Linked DNA regions of Pan troglodytes: region 1 is linked to region 2. The links are chromatin contacts, called in public Hi-C maps. All regions are on one chromosome and are shown on one strand. Each heading gives the region's core, a stretch centred on a gene start, on an enhancer-like site or on the middle of the called end of the contact. The rest is flanking DNA. Distances are from core to core; before and after follow the strand shown.

Region 1 (6,883 bases), core at 2,938-5,437, 43 kb before region 2:
ACACCTGGGGATGGCTTGGCAGTCCCTGGGAACAACCCTCCTGGTCCCATCCCGTCTACCCTGCAGTCTCCCACCCAGCCACGGGCTGCTGCCTCCTGCCCTACACAGCATTCCAGCAACCCCACCATGCCCACACTGGGTGACAGCCAGGGTGCGCCTGCCAGAGGTACGCCTGTCCCAGGTGTCTCCAGGGCTGCCCTCCAGACACACCTGAGACCTCGACTGCTGTGGGCGACAGGGCCCTGCAGCCACCCGGCATGTGGCTCTGTTATGACTTGTCACGGGAGTCTGGCAGGAGCTGCACTGGCCTCAGCAGCGTCATGGCAGGGCAGCCAGTGAGGGCTGACCACGGCTCGGCAGTGGGGCCCACAGGTGGCTGACCAAGGCCCCTGGGGGCTGCCCTTCCAAAGCCACAACCATCCTGCAGCCACTGAGAGCAGCCTGCGCCAGAGCTTTTTATAACAAGATGCCAGGCGCCAGGCGGCCCCCCACAGCCCCAGCGCCTGCATTCCAGAGGGCCGCGAGCACGCCTGGGTTCCCAGGGGAGATACCCTGGGCCAGGAGCCGCCATGTCCATGAGCGGCCAGGCCAGCCTGTGGCAGGTTGGCATCCTCTGCAGCCTGGTCCAGAGCCTCCCTGGAGGAGCCCCCAGAAGCCACACTGTCTTCCCAGACGGGCAGAGTACCCCTGATGGGCTCGCACTGAGCCTGACCACCAGACGGGGCCCCAGGACACGACGTGCTCAGACGGCCATGTCCAGGGCACAGCCTGGTGGTCACTGGGGGAAATGTGGGCTGCTAGCACGTCCGCATACTGGACAGTGCCAAGGACCCCCAGGCCCACAGCCCACACCAGGGTGCCTCCAGGATGGGGGCCATAGGGGACAGGACCATCAGCATCACGCTGCTAGGGGGCTGTTGACTTCATTTGGAAAACAAAACTGATAAAATCTCTAATTCCTGTGGATCCACCCTAGATTCCTACCCGTCATCCCAAGGGCCTGGCTCAGGAAGCCTCTGTCTGTCAGACAGACCCAGGGTCCCACACGGGGCCGGGGTAGCAGGGGAGAGCGGCCTCTACGGAAACCTCCCACACCCGCCCTTCACCTGGGCAGAGCAGCCCCGATCCGGAGCAGCCTCGCTGGAGCCTGGGGTCAGGCTGGATAAGCGGCTACCAGAAGGGCCCAGGCCACCTGAGTCACCCCGAGAACATACGGCATCTGCAGTAGGGCTGCTGGGAAATGTCACTTGGCCACCAAATGACAGAGGGAGATGCCAGGGGACCCTGTGTGTGGAGAAACTTCAAACACCCATCAGCTCAGCTCCGAGCCTTCCCCAGGAGAGACTTTCCGTCCCACAGAGAAGAGGGGCCGGGAAGCGGGAGCCGCAGCGGCAGGGCCTGGGGTCTCAGGGCTGCCTCAGCCACACCCAGCCCTGTTGACTGGTGAGCTCTGCCCAGCAGTCTGGCCCGCATTTGTGGCATCAGCGCCGCTCCCGCGCCAGGTGGATTCACAGAGATGCCTTTGGATGGAAAACAGAGGTTGAGGGATGAGACATTGTGAGGGAAAAAAGCGACAGCGAGGGCCCTGCAGGGCAGTCAAGGCCTGGCCCCTGGGGGAATTCCCGTCCCCCGTCCCCAGCCTCCTCGCCGGTGCCCGGAGAAAAGAAAGGGGCTGCGTGTGCAGGCCAAAAATGACGTCAACCTGGGGTGAGGCGTCCTGGAGCCTCCAACACAGGGAGGAGGAGCAGAAGGCAAGGAGAGAGACAAGCACCCTCCTTTCTCTTTCCCCTCAATTTCTTATTTTGAAATATTTCAGCCCACAGAAAGATGGGCAGACACAACAGTGAACACCCCTCATGCAGATGTGATCATTCGGCTGCATTCACTTTCCTTCCGCTCTGGGGCAAACATGCATGCACACATGTGCACACACAGACATGCATATACACACACACCTGCATGCACCCAAGCACACGTGCACCCGCAAGGACACACACACACCCCCAAACACGCACGTGCACCCGCAAGGACACGCACACGCCCCCCCAAGCATGCACATGCACCCGCAAGGACACACACACACACACACCCGTGCACATGCAAGGACGCACACACACACACCCGTGCACACACGTGCACCCACAAGGACATGCACACACCCCCCAAGCACGCATGTGCACCCGCAAGGACACACACATGCCCCCAAGCGCACACGTGCACACGCAAGGACACACACACGCAAGGACACGCACACGCAAGGACATGCACACACACCCAAGCATGGACATGCACACACACCCAAGCATGGACATGCACACACACCCAAGCATGGACATGCACGCACACCCAAGCATGGACATGCACACAAAAGAAAACCACAGACTGTGCCCCAGGAGCACAGCAGCATCTGCTGAGAGAAGGACTCTTGTCCCAGCTGCCAGCATCACACCAGGGCCCACCGCATGGGGGAGGTGGCTCTCACACACCCACACTGGAAATGTCCCTGCTGTCCCCAAGTACCCGGACGGTTTTCCCACACACACGGTCACGCTGGGGCTGGAGCTGTGCCTCCGCCCCTTCCCACATCCCGACAGGGGCTGTGTCAGCAGGACGCCTCCGTCCGCAGTGGTCTGGCCCCCAATTCTCTGTGCTGAGTGAGGTTCGGGTTGAAGGTTTCAGGGAGGAGGCAACTGGATGCCATACCACTGTCCCTACGAACATCCCCACCTGGAAAGCTCCCAAGCAGACAGAGGGCCAGCGGGGAATGAGGCCCAAACCTCAGCAGTGCAGGGGGCCCCAACCTGGGTCTCAGCCTTGGTGGGGTCCCCCAGGTGTGTGGCCGCCAGGTGTCCCTGGGGGCCTTGCCACGCCTCAGGAAGCTGCTGGGGTCAGTCTCACTCAGCCAACGGGGTGGCTGAGAGCCAGGAGGAGCCTTCCAGAAGCCTGCGTGGGGCTTCCTGTCTCAGATGAGGCCTCTCACGAGACCTGCCGACCCACGGGGCACACAGGCGCGGCAGCAGGAGGAACTGAACCGCAGGGCAGCAAGAGCCGGGGGACCACTGCCCCGCAGGCCTCCGAGCCCAAACCCCAGGGCCCAACTGATGCCCACTTCACGCGGCCTCATGTTTCCGCCACCCCGGCGCCCCACCCTGCCACTGAGCAGAGGCCATGTTCTGCTCTGCCCAGCGGGCCAGGACTGCCCCAGAAGAACCAGCAATATTTCCGGAACACTCGGCACCCCCAGGCCTCCCGCTGCTCCCCAAAGCCCTTGCCACCTCGGAAGCTGCCTGCTCTGGCAGAGGCGAGAGCCCCACGGCTGCCGGGGCATCCAAATGGCAGCTGACCCTCGCCCAGCCACGGATGGCCTCCCCTGAGCCGATGCAAAGAGGCCCAGACCCCCGGCCCCGGGCAGCAGGTCGCAGGTCCATGGGAGCAGCTGGGCTCTTCCAGACAGGTTCAGGAGATGGAGCCCGGAACCTTCTCTGTGCCACTGATGCCCCCGGACACCAGTGCCTCCACCAGGAGGAGCTCGCTATGCTGAGCCCGGCCTGGTTTCCGCCTCACTGCCTGGGCCCGGCTTCCAAAGGCCCCACACCCCCTTCTTCCCGACCCTGCCCCTCTTGCTGGGCAGAGTCAGAGGTCTCAGAGGACAGGGGTGATGCCGGGGGCACAGCAGGGTCCAGCAGCTGGCACTGGCACTTTCACAGGAGCTGTGTGTGCTGAGCTCCCCAGAAGCTCAAAATGCGCCACAGGGTGGGGGTGACTATGGCTGCCACATGACACACAAGGAGGCAAGGAGCGTGGAGGGTCCAGCTGGCACCATGAGGGAAAGGTGTGATGGCCTCTCAGACTCCGAGGGTGGCCGGGCAGCTGTGAAAGACCCGACTCCTCCTGCAGGTGAAGCCCCTGCATGCTTCTGCCCCTTTAGCCCCTTCCTGTCTCCTGCAAACCCAGGCCCCCGCTGGACCCCCAGGTCCCGGCCTCCAGGAGGGCCGCAAGGACCGGACCACAATGATGCTAACCATTTATCCAGATGCCCCGAAACCGGAAGGGGGCCGGAGAAAGGCCAGAAAGGACGGGCAGGACCGAGGACAGGGACGCTGTCAGGGATGCCGGGGACAGCCCTGCAGGCGCGCAGCCTCACAGCAGACAGTGCTGGGGCATCCCTGGGCCGCTGAGCTGGGAAACCGAGGGGAGGGAGGCTGGGGGCTGCGGGGTGAGGGCGCCAGGGGCATGCACACAGGCCGGGACACTGCCCAGAGGTCTCCTTTTCTTGACAGTAATTTTCCAGGATGTGATGACACACAGAGGAAAAATGTGAACCCGTTCGGAGGTGGCCCCAACCTCAGAGTTTCCAGCGTCTCTGAGGGTTTGTGTTTTTCCCTCCCGGCCTCCCTCCCTCCCCCCGTCTCGGCCCGGCCTGCCCCGCCAGGGCTCCGGTGAGAGGGAGTGTGGAGTTTCCCCTGGAGGCTCTGAGCTTCAGTGAATCACTACGCCAGACACGGGCCAAACCTCCCGAGTTACTCAGCGCCCCGGCCACCCTCGGAGGCAGGCGGCGGAGCACGTGGACGCCATCAAAGGCCTGGGACGTGCACAGCAGGAGAGGCTGTGCCAGGGCGAGAGGCGGGCCTGGGCGCGGGCGCGGGCTCTGTGAGGAGACCGCTGCGACCGGCGTGGACAGGCGTGCACAAAGGACGCAGGCGGGACTGCCTCTGAAGACACCACAAACTCCATGCCCAAATTTTACACGGGGAACACCCTCAGCACGACAACCCTCCTGCACCAAGCAGAGGCATCAGGCCTCGAATCCCACCCAGAGGAGACGGCGCCGCCCCCAGGCTGAGCACAGCGTCTGCACCGATGCTCATGGCCCGGGCCTGCCAGCGAGTGGCCACGTGGCTGGGGAGAGGCCAACAAGGAAGGCCCAAAGCAGAGACGTTTCTGTTTTGAGACAGCGTCTCGCTCTGTTGCCCAGGCTGGAGTGCAGCAGTGCAATCTCAGCTCACTGCAGTCTTGATCTCTCAGGCTCAGGCAATCCTCCCGTCTCAGCCTCCCAAGCAGCTGGGGCTACAGGCACACACCACCACGCCCTACTAATTTTTAAATTTCCTTTGTAGAGATGGGGTCTCGTTATGTTGCCCAGGCTGGTCTAAAACCCCTAGGCTCAAGAGATCCTCCCAGCTCGGCCTCCCGAAGTGCTGTGATTATAGGTGCGAGCCACTGTACCCAGCCAAGAAAAGTTATTTTAGGCCGGGCATGGTGGCTCACACCTGTAGTGCCAGCTCTTTCGGAGGCCAAGGCCGGCAGACCACCTAAGGTCAGGAGTTCAAGAGCAGCCTGTCAACATGACGAAAACTCCATCTCTACTAAACAGGCACCTGTAATCCCAGCTATTCAGGAGGCTGAGACACGAAAATCGCTTGAACCCGGGAGGCGGAGGTTGCAGTGAGCAGAGATCGCACCACCACACTCCAGGCTAGGCAACATAGACAGACCCTGTCTCGAAAAAAAAAAAGTTATTTTAAAAAGATGAAAACAGGCCGGGCGCGGTGGCTCACGCCTGTAATCCTAACAATTTGGGAGGCCAAAGCAGGCAGATCACCTGAGGTCAGGAATTTGAGATCAGCCTGACAAACATGGTAAAACCCCATCTCTACTAAAAATACAAAAATTAGCCGGGCATGGTGGCAGGCGCCTCTTAGCTACTCAGGAGGCTGAGGCAGCAGAATCACTTGAACCCGGGAGGTGGAGGTTGCAGTGAGCTGAGATCATGCCACCGCACTCCAGCCTGGGCAACAGAGTGAGACTCTGTTTCAAAAAATAAAAATAAAAATAAAAATAGGCTGGGCACAGAGGCTCACACCTGTAATCCCAGCACTTTGGGAGGCCGATGCAAGTGGATCACCTGAGGTCAGGAGTGCGAGACCAGCCTGACCAACATGGCAAAACCCCTTCTCTACAAAGAACACAGAAATTACAGGCGGCAGACACCTGTAATCAATCCCAGCTACTCGGGAGGCTGAGGCAGAAAAATTACTTGAACTGGGAGGGGAAGGTTGCAGTGAGCCGAGATCGTGCCATTGTACTCCAGCCTGGGTGACAGCGCGAGACTGTCTCAAAAAAATAAATAAAATAAAATAAAATGAAAATGAAAAGATGAAAATATAAAGCATGAGGTACTCATAAGAAAAAAATCACTTTTTAATTTTAAAAAGAAAAATACTTTAGAAGATGAAAAGAGGCCAGGTGCAGTGGCTCACACCTGCAGTCCCAGCTACTTGGGAGGCTGAGATGGAAGGTCATGACTGCTGTGAGCCGTAATTGTGCCCCTGCACTCCTGCCTGGGCAAGAGAGCGAGACTGTGTCTCAAAAAAAAAAAAGGAAAAAGAAAAAGAAAAGAAAAGAAGGCTGGGCACGGTGGCTGTAATCCCAGCACTTTGGGAGGCCAAGGCGGGTAGATCATGAGGTCAGCAGATCGAGACCATCGTAGCTAACACGGTGAAACCCCGTCTGTACTAAAAATACAAAAAATTAGCCAGGTGTGGTGGCGGGCGCCTGTGGTCCCAACTACTCGGGAGGCTGAGGCAGGAGAATGGCGTGAACCCAGGAGGCAGAGCTTGCAGTGAGCTGAGACTGCGCCACTGCACTCCAGCCTGGGCAACAGAGCAAGACTCCGTCTCAAAAAAGAAAAGAAAAATAAGAACAGGATTCAGGACTGCTGCAGCCTGGGCTGACCATGAGCCCGTCTGGAGCTGGGCACGTTACGGTGTGGCAGGCGTGTGTCACTGTGGATAAAGCGCACCAACACCCCTGGACAGGCAGGAAAAGCAGTTTGGTGAGGGGGCTCATCCGCAGGGCAGAGTCTGGAGGCTGCTCCTGGGGG
Region 2 (7,318 bases), core at 3,019-5,518:
CCGTGAGGGAGAGGCTGCAGTGAGCTGAGATCGAGCCATTGCACTCCAGTCTGGCCAACAAGAGTAAAACTCCATCTCAAAAAAAAAAAAAAAAAAATCTAATCACATGACAGAGTACATTCAGAAAATTGTGCAACCATTACCACAATCCATTTTAGAACATTTTAATCACCCCAAAAAGAAACCCCGTACCAGCTGGGCACAGTGGCTCACGCCTATAATCCCAGCACTTTGGGAGGCCGAGGTGGGTGGATCACCTGAGGTCAGAGACCAGCTGATCAACATGGTGAAACCCCATCTCTACTAAAAATACAAAAATTAGCTGGGCGTGGTGGTGCACGCCTGTAATCCCAGCTATGTAGGAGAATTGTTGGAGCCTCAGAGTCAGAAGTTGCAGCGAGCCGAGATCACATCACTGCATTCCAGCCTGGGTGACAGAGCAAGATTCTGTCTTACAAAAAAAAAAAGAAAAAAAGAAATCCTGTACCCATTAGTAATCACTCCCTGTTTCTCCCCATCTCCTGGAAACCACCAGCGGACTTTCTATCTCTATGAAGTTGCCTCTTCTGGACACTCGTAATGAATGGACTCATACCGCATGTGCCCTTCAGCGTCCAGTTCATGTCACTTGGCTGATATTCTCAAGATTCACCCACAGTGCAGCGTATGTCAGAACTTCGTTTGTTTTACGGCTAGAATATATTCCGTTGTATGGCTGTGTTCCACTGTGTTTACCCACTCATCTGCTGATGGACTTTGGGGCTGTTTTCCGCCTTTTGACTAGTCCTGCTGTGAACATTCATGAGCCAGTTTTTGTTTGAACACTTGTCTTCAATTCTCTGGGTGTATCCCTGGGAGTGGGCCTGCTGGGTCACGTGTTTTGTGTAACATACTGAGGAGCCACCAAACCGTTTTCCATGGTGAGGGACGTGGCCACCGCACTGTCCATCCCCACAGCGATGCTCTGGGGCTTCTGTGTCACCGCGGCTGCACCCACGCTTGTTAGTTTCTGTGTTTTGATCGTGGTCATCTTAGTGGGCATGAGGTAGCATCTGACCCATTACTGGTGGACCTGGGTCCCCCTTTCTTATACCTGTCAGGGCCAGGTTGGTCCCCGACTTGATGCAGGTGGCCTGGAAGCAAAGGCCCAGCACCTGCTGGCCCATAGGACCCGCCACGGGAGCTGCTGCCAGGCTCTGGGTGCTCAAAACTCCAGGTGGGGAGTCCCAGGTGCAGAGGATAAAGCTGCCCCAGGGGCTGGGGAAGTGTGAGGACAGAGCCAGTCGGTGTGAGTCAAGAGGAGGACATGGGTGTGAGCAGCTGCTGAGCCTCGGGAGCCCCGTCCCCGGCCGTAGGGCTGCAGCCTTGTCAGTCATCCGGTCACGGCAAGGGGCTTCGGAGGAGAGGGGAATGGGGGGAGGTGGAGGAAGGGCAGAGAGGTTCTGGGGAAGTCTTGGGTTTGAGCCTTTTCTGGCGTCTGCTACCAGTGTTGAATAAACCAAAATGTGAACTCATTTCGGTTCAACATGCAGGCTCCATCGCATTACAGGAGACGTCAGAAACTGTAATGCGCATGGTGTTCTCCCATCCTGGAATTTTCATCGGTGATCATGACTGCCACCCCTACCGCGCACTTTCACAAGTGGGCTCTTATAATCCCACAACAGCCCTCTGACGGAGGCACTGTTATCACCCCGCTTTAAAGGAGAGGAAGCGGCGGGGCACCGTGGCTCACACCTGTAATCGCAGCACTTCGGGAGGCCAAGGTGGGCGGATCATGAGGTCAGGAGACCGAGACCATCCTGGCTAACACTGTGAAACCCCGTCTCTACTAAAAATACAAAAAAGTTAGGCAGGCGTGATGGGACACGCCTGTAGTCCCAGCTACTCGGGAAACTGAGGCAGGAGAATTGCTGGAACCCGAAAGGCAGAGGTTGCAGTGAGCCGAGATCACGTCATGCTCTCTAGCCTGGGTGACAGAGCAAGACTCTGTCTCAAAAAGATAAATAAATAAATAAATGAGAGGAAGCACAGGCATAAGGAAAGGTCACAGGCCTTCCCTGGGATCTCCATACTGCACCAGGAGATGGCTCAGAGCCAGGGCGGTGTGAAGATCAACCCTGTGCAGCCAGCTGGAAGATGCCATCACGCTCCGGACTTGGAATAACAGGTGCCCGGCGGGAGAGGCCTCCTCCGGACAGGTTCCTGCCGGACGCTGAAATCTGCCCTGGGTCAGCCTTCCCCGCCGGGGTGTGGGTAGGAGAACGCCTCAGGATGGGACCTGCGTCTGAAGCTACTGCCCTTGGCCAGCCCCACACTTGGCTTTTAAACTGACCCGACGGCGGAGGGACAGCAGGGGGGATTTCTGAGTGAGCAGAGAGCTAAGGGCGAGCCTCAGCTCTTCTGTTAGTGTCCCTGAACCTCAGTTCCCCTCGTCAGGGAAATGCTGCAACCTGCCCTGTGGGGAGAGGGACCTGAGTTTGTAACAGCCTGCCTCCCTCTGAGAATGTCCCCAGGTTAGGCTGACCTCCAGGGCACCCCAGCCTGATCTTAGGCCTTGTGGTTTACACTAGGGTGCCTTACACCCATCGAATGCGCGGGGCAACAGCTCTCAGCGTTTGGTCTCTCTGTTTCACAAGAGCCCAGGTAACGCGGCTGTCTGCGGGTGCAGGCGGCGCTGGGACTTTCTCCCTACGCTCCTCACTCAGCCGGGGGCTGGCAAGGAGGACGTCCACAGGGCCCCGGCCGGCGGCTCAGGGGGCATCCTGGCTGCAGGCACCGCCCTGTGCCTCTGCTCTCCTGCCCCACGTGGTGCCGTAGGCTCCCCACTGTGCTGAATTAGGAGGGGCTCTGGAAGCTCTGCTTGCGTCTAGATCGTTGTCCTGAAACGTGAGACCTGGTTGTCCTGAAACGTAAGACCTGTTTCCTATCTTTAAAATGCGTGTCATGACGCCCAGCAGGCTTCAGACCGGAGGGTGAAGGAGAAAGTCTGCCCGGCCTCGCTGGCCCTGCGTATGTCCTTTCCTTTCTTTTGTCCATCCCACCCCCGCTCACCCCAGCAGGAAACCTCCTGAGCCCCTCCTGTCCACCCTGCTCCAGCACTGATTTCCCACAGGAACCTTGTTCTAACCCCACTGCCCAGAGCCTCGGGAGTGGACAGGGGTGCTCTCCAAGGTGAAGCATGGGGTAGGTGCCCTTCGTGGCATGAAGGGCCGCAAGCAGAGGCCTAGCGGGCAGCCACTGGACCCTTGGCCTCCTCCCCCAGTGGCGGCTGGGGCAGGTTCTTGGGGGTCCTCGGCATGGGGCCAGCAGCCAGGCTGGGGCGGGCGGGATCCAGGACCTCACCTCTGGTCCCGTGATCTCCTTAAGTCGTAGCTGCTTCTCTGACCCCAGCGCCAGCAGGAGCGCCCCGGAACTGGGCGACTCCCCCGCGGCGCCTTGCTGGGGCGCGCGGTCCCTCCCGCAGGTCTCCGAGGGAGCCAGGACCTCGCGCCCCACCTGTCCGCTTCTCCAGGAGGCCCCGGCGCCGCTGCTGCCGGGCCCTCGGCTGGAAGCCCTGTGTCCGCCGCCGCTTTGATCCCGGGGGGCCCTGCTGGATAAAAGTCCCTGGCGGCTCCGCGCCAGCGCCAGAGGGGGAGCGCAGCCGAGCCGGGCGCACCAGCGGGACGGCGCAGGGCCAGGGGCGCTGAGAGGACGGGGCCACTGGGCCGCCCGCGCTGGCCGCGGTGAGAGCGGGGCCCCAGGGCTGCGCGAGGTGGGGAGATGCGGGCCGGGGTCCGAGTCCCCCACGGCCTGCTCTGGGCCTGGGCACTGGGGGATGGGAGGGACACTGGCGGCTCCAGGTGAGCGCGCCTGCCCAGCGCCCCCAGCCCGTCGGGCGCGGCCAGCTGCGCCGCGGGCGGAGTTCCCCGCCCACCCCCCCGGCCGGCGCGGAAAAGCCTCGCCCGTCCCCGTCGCCGCCGCCCCTTCCAGCTGCCCCGGGGGCGGGGGCGGCGGCGCCGGGCTGGCCGCGGTGAATGGAGCCGCCGGGGCCGCCCGGCCGCGCTGCCCCCCCACGGAGCCGGGCCGGGAGCGCCTCCGGCGGCCGCGGCGGGGTAGTCCAGGCCCCTCCGTCAGGCTTGCGGTTTGGGAAGAAAAGGCGATGCCTCCGCCAAGAAAAGAGCGAGCGCGGCCCCCTCCCCCCTCCGCCGAGCCCGGGCGGCGGCGGCGGCACATCTAACGCGCGGGCACCCGGGCCGCCGCGGCCCCCGCAAATAAGCCCAGCCTCGGCCCCCGCCGCTCATTGGCGCGGGCCGCAGCCAGCGCACCCAGACCCTGCGCTGCCCTCGGACGGCCGGGCACGGAGCCCCAGCTGCGGAGGCCGACGGCACCCGGCCCCGAGCGCCTCGACGCCCAGCCGCGCGCGCCTTCTCCGCCAGGCCCGGCGGGCGGGAGCGGGGGCGAGGGAGCAGGAGCGGCCAGTGCCCCCGACACCCCCGGCCCGGCATCCCCCGCCGCCGCCGCCTCAAGGCCGCCCGCTCCCCGCAGGTGGACGCGGCCATGGGCCGAGGGGTGCGCGTGCTGCTGCTGCTGAGCCTGCTGCACTGCGCCGGGGGCAGCGAGGGCAGGAAGACCTGGCGGCGCCGGGGTCAGCAGCCGCCTCCTCCCCCGCGGACCGAGGCGGCGCCGGCGGCCGGACAGCCCGTGGAGAGCTTCCCGCTGGACTTCACGGCCGTGGAGGGTAACATGGACAGCTTTATGGCGCAAGTCAAGAGCCTGGCGCAGTCCCTGTACCCCTGCTCCGCGCAGCAGCTCAACGAGGACCTGCGCCTGCACCTCCTGCTCAACACCTCGGTGACCTGCAACGACGGCAGCCCCGCCGGGTAAGGCCCGCGCCCTGCACCTCCCCGCCCCGCCCGACGCGCCCGGTCTCCGGCTGGACCTTCCCTGCGGGCCGCGGCCGTTCTCTCCCCGGGGAGAAAGGGCTTCCGTCGGGCGCCCCGCGGTCCTGGCCCCGAGGAGGGCCCGGTTCGGTGACTCTCCGCGTGGGGAGCGGAGCGGCGCTGGAAGGGCTGGTCCCCGGCCAGCTCGGGCACTGACCCTTCGGCCTCTGGGCCCAGCCGCTCTGCTGGCGTCCTTCGGTCCCGGGGCGGGGAGATGGCAGCCCGAGAGCGCGCCTGGCTCCAGCGGGAACCGGCGACACCGGGGGGCGGGGAGAGGCCTGCTGCCCACCTCCTTGCAGCCCCGAAGTAGATAAAAGACGTGAGGTCGGGGGTCGGGGAGCGGCGGGGCCGCCCACGCGCTCAACAGGCCGAGGACAGCCGGGGACAGCGGGAGACCTGGGCGTGGGGTCGGGGCTCGGCAGGAAGGCTCCCCCGCCGGGTCGGTGCCGCCCGCGCCTCCCGCGCTCCCCGCAGCGTCCCGTTCCCCCGCCAAGCGCGCTCCTTCAGTGCGGACGCGTTTCACGCTTCAAGCGCCGCCGCGCGCCCCGGGAGGACCGCCGCCCGCGCCGAGGTGACAGCGGGACCCGCGCCGGGCGGAACGTGGGGATTTTCCACGGACCACAGCCCCGCGCGGCACGTTCCCCGCCCCGCGAGCGCCACCTCCCGGGACCGCCGCCGTCCCTGAGCTCCGCGTGGGCCTGGCCGAGGGCGCCCCCGTGCGACCGTCGCGCGCGGCCGGAACAGGTGGCGCGTTCCCTCCGCCAGAGCTGGGCGCGCGGGGCGCGGCGGGTCGGCAGCCCTGGCCGACCCCCCGCGGTGCGTCCTCCCCGCAGCTACTACCTGAAGGAGTCCAGGGGCAGCCGGCGGTGGCTCCTCTTCCTGGAAGGTGCGTCCAGGGCTGAGGCGGGGGGAGGCTCGGGGTCTGTGCGCGCGGGCCTGAGCGGTGGTCGTGTCCGCAGGCGGCTGGTACTGCTTCAACCGCGAGAACTGCGACTCCAGATACGACACCATGCGGCGCCTCATGAGCTCCCGAGACTGGCCGCGCACTCGCACAGGTCAGCGGCGGGCCCTGGGGAAGGCGTCTCGACGTGAGGCCCGGGAGGAAGCCGCGCCCGCGTCCTGGAGCCCCAGCCAGGCCCCCACCCCGCACATCATGCCCAGCCCGGCGCCCGGGTTTCCTAAGAGCAAGGGGCGCCCTTCACTCTTGCCTTTTGGGGCCCATTCCACATTACCATTCAGGCGCTTACCCAGCGGCTCTGGCCCTCCCCAGGGTCAAAGCAGGGCAAGGGGTTGAAGTCAAGGTCAGACCTGGTGTCCAGCCTAGGCGGGCACCGTGGCCATGGTGGCTTCCCGGGGGTAACTAAACCCAACTGTCCTCCACTTTCCCGGCAACCTTGGTTCGGGCTAGCAACACCAGCACACCTCCTTTCCTGGGGCCAAGTAGGAGCCCCAACTCCTCACCAGGGTTCCCAGACCCGACCCTACACAGCCTCCTCCCACTAGAAAGACCCACCGCCTCTGTGTCCCCAGGCACAGGGATCCTGTCCTCACAGCCGGAGGAGAACCCCTACTGGTGGAACGCAAACATGGTGTAAGGGGGCACAGGGTCTTGCCTGGGAGTCCTGCCTGGAGGGTGGTTCTTCCCAGGGGGGTCCTTCCTTGGGAAGTCATATTCTGAAATGGTTTTTCCTGGGGGTCCTGTTCTGGATGGTTCTTTTGGGGAGGTCCTGTCCTAGAGGGGTTCTGGAGGTGTTTCTTTCGTGGTGGGGAGGGGTCTATCCTGAGATGGTCCTTCCTGGCAGGGTCCTCTCCTGGGATGGTCCTTCCAGGGGGATCCTGTCCTGGGATGGTCCTTCTTTCCTGGGGGGTCCTGTCCTGAGTTGGTCTTTCCTGGGAAGGGTTCTGTCCTGGGTTGGTCCTTCCTGAGGGGTATTATGCTGGAGGTCTTTCTTGAGGGGAGGTTCTATCCTGGGATGGTCCTTGCAGGGGAATCCTGTCCTGGGATGGTCTTTTCTGAGGGTCCTGTCCTGGGGGTCCTTTCTGGAGGCTGCCGGGCGGCAGGCGCTGTGAGAGGCTCACTCTGTTCTGTGTTGCAGCTTCATTCCCTACTGCTCCAGTGATGTTTGGAGCGGGGCTTCATCCAAGTCTGAGAAGAGTGAGTCTCGGCCTTCCCAGGGCACGGCAGGGCAGGGACGGGGCCGGACGGCAGGGCAGGGAGGAGGCGGGACGGCAGGGCAGGGATGAGGCGGGACGGCAGGGCACGGAGGAGGCCGGACGGGGGGGTTCTGGGGAAAAGCTGACTCTCAGCCTTGTCGTGCTTTCAAAGCCCTTGACAGTATGTCCCAGGGTGTCTGCCCCATGCTCCCACTGCCTGCTTGTCCACAACTGTAGGAGGT

What was found. A called contact is a pair of places that touch in the nucleus more often than the background predicts.
Region 1: a Hi-C map of stem cell-derived neural progenitor cells shows a contact between it and region 2, with 2.5 times the contacts expected there. The contact joins the enhancer-like site here to the promoter of NOTUM in region 2. A contact is called at or near these places in 3 of 7 Hi-C or Micro-C datasets (blood, induced pluripotent stem cells and stem cell-derived neural progenitor cells).

What each region holds. Positions count from the first base shown.
Region 1 is chr19:95,352,640-95,359,522 of NHGRI_mPanTro3-v2.0_pri, reverse strand. The region is part of intron 7 of ASPSCR1 (ASPSCR1 tether for SLC2A4, UBX domain containing); the gene reads right to left. Among named protein-coding and RNA genes, the nearest start is that of LRRC45, 18 kb to the left of the region's middle. Within about 2 kb of position 4,187, at least 4 of the 24 cell types and tissues checked have an H3K27ac peak or open chromatin away from gene starts, as enhancers often do. A contact at or near this core is called in stem cell-derived neural progenitor cells, where this site is marked.
Region 2 is chr19:95,308,828-95,316,145 of NHGRI_mPanTro3-v2.0_pri, reverse strand. NOTUM (notum, palmitoleoyl-protein carboxylesterase) reads left to right here and starts at 4,268. Exons shown (of 11, transcript XM_016930947.3): 1 at 4,268-4,862; 2 at 5,756-5,808; 3 at 5,882-5,977; 4 at 6,453-6,513; 5 at 7,019-7,077. The coding sequence starts at 4,540.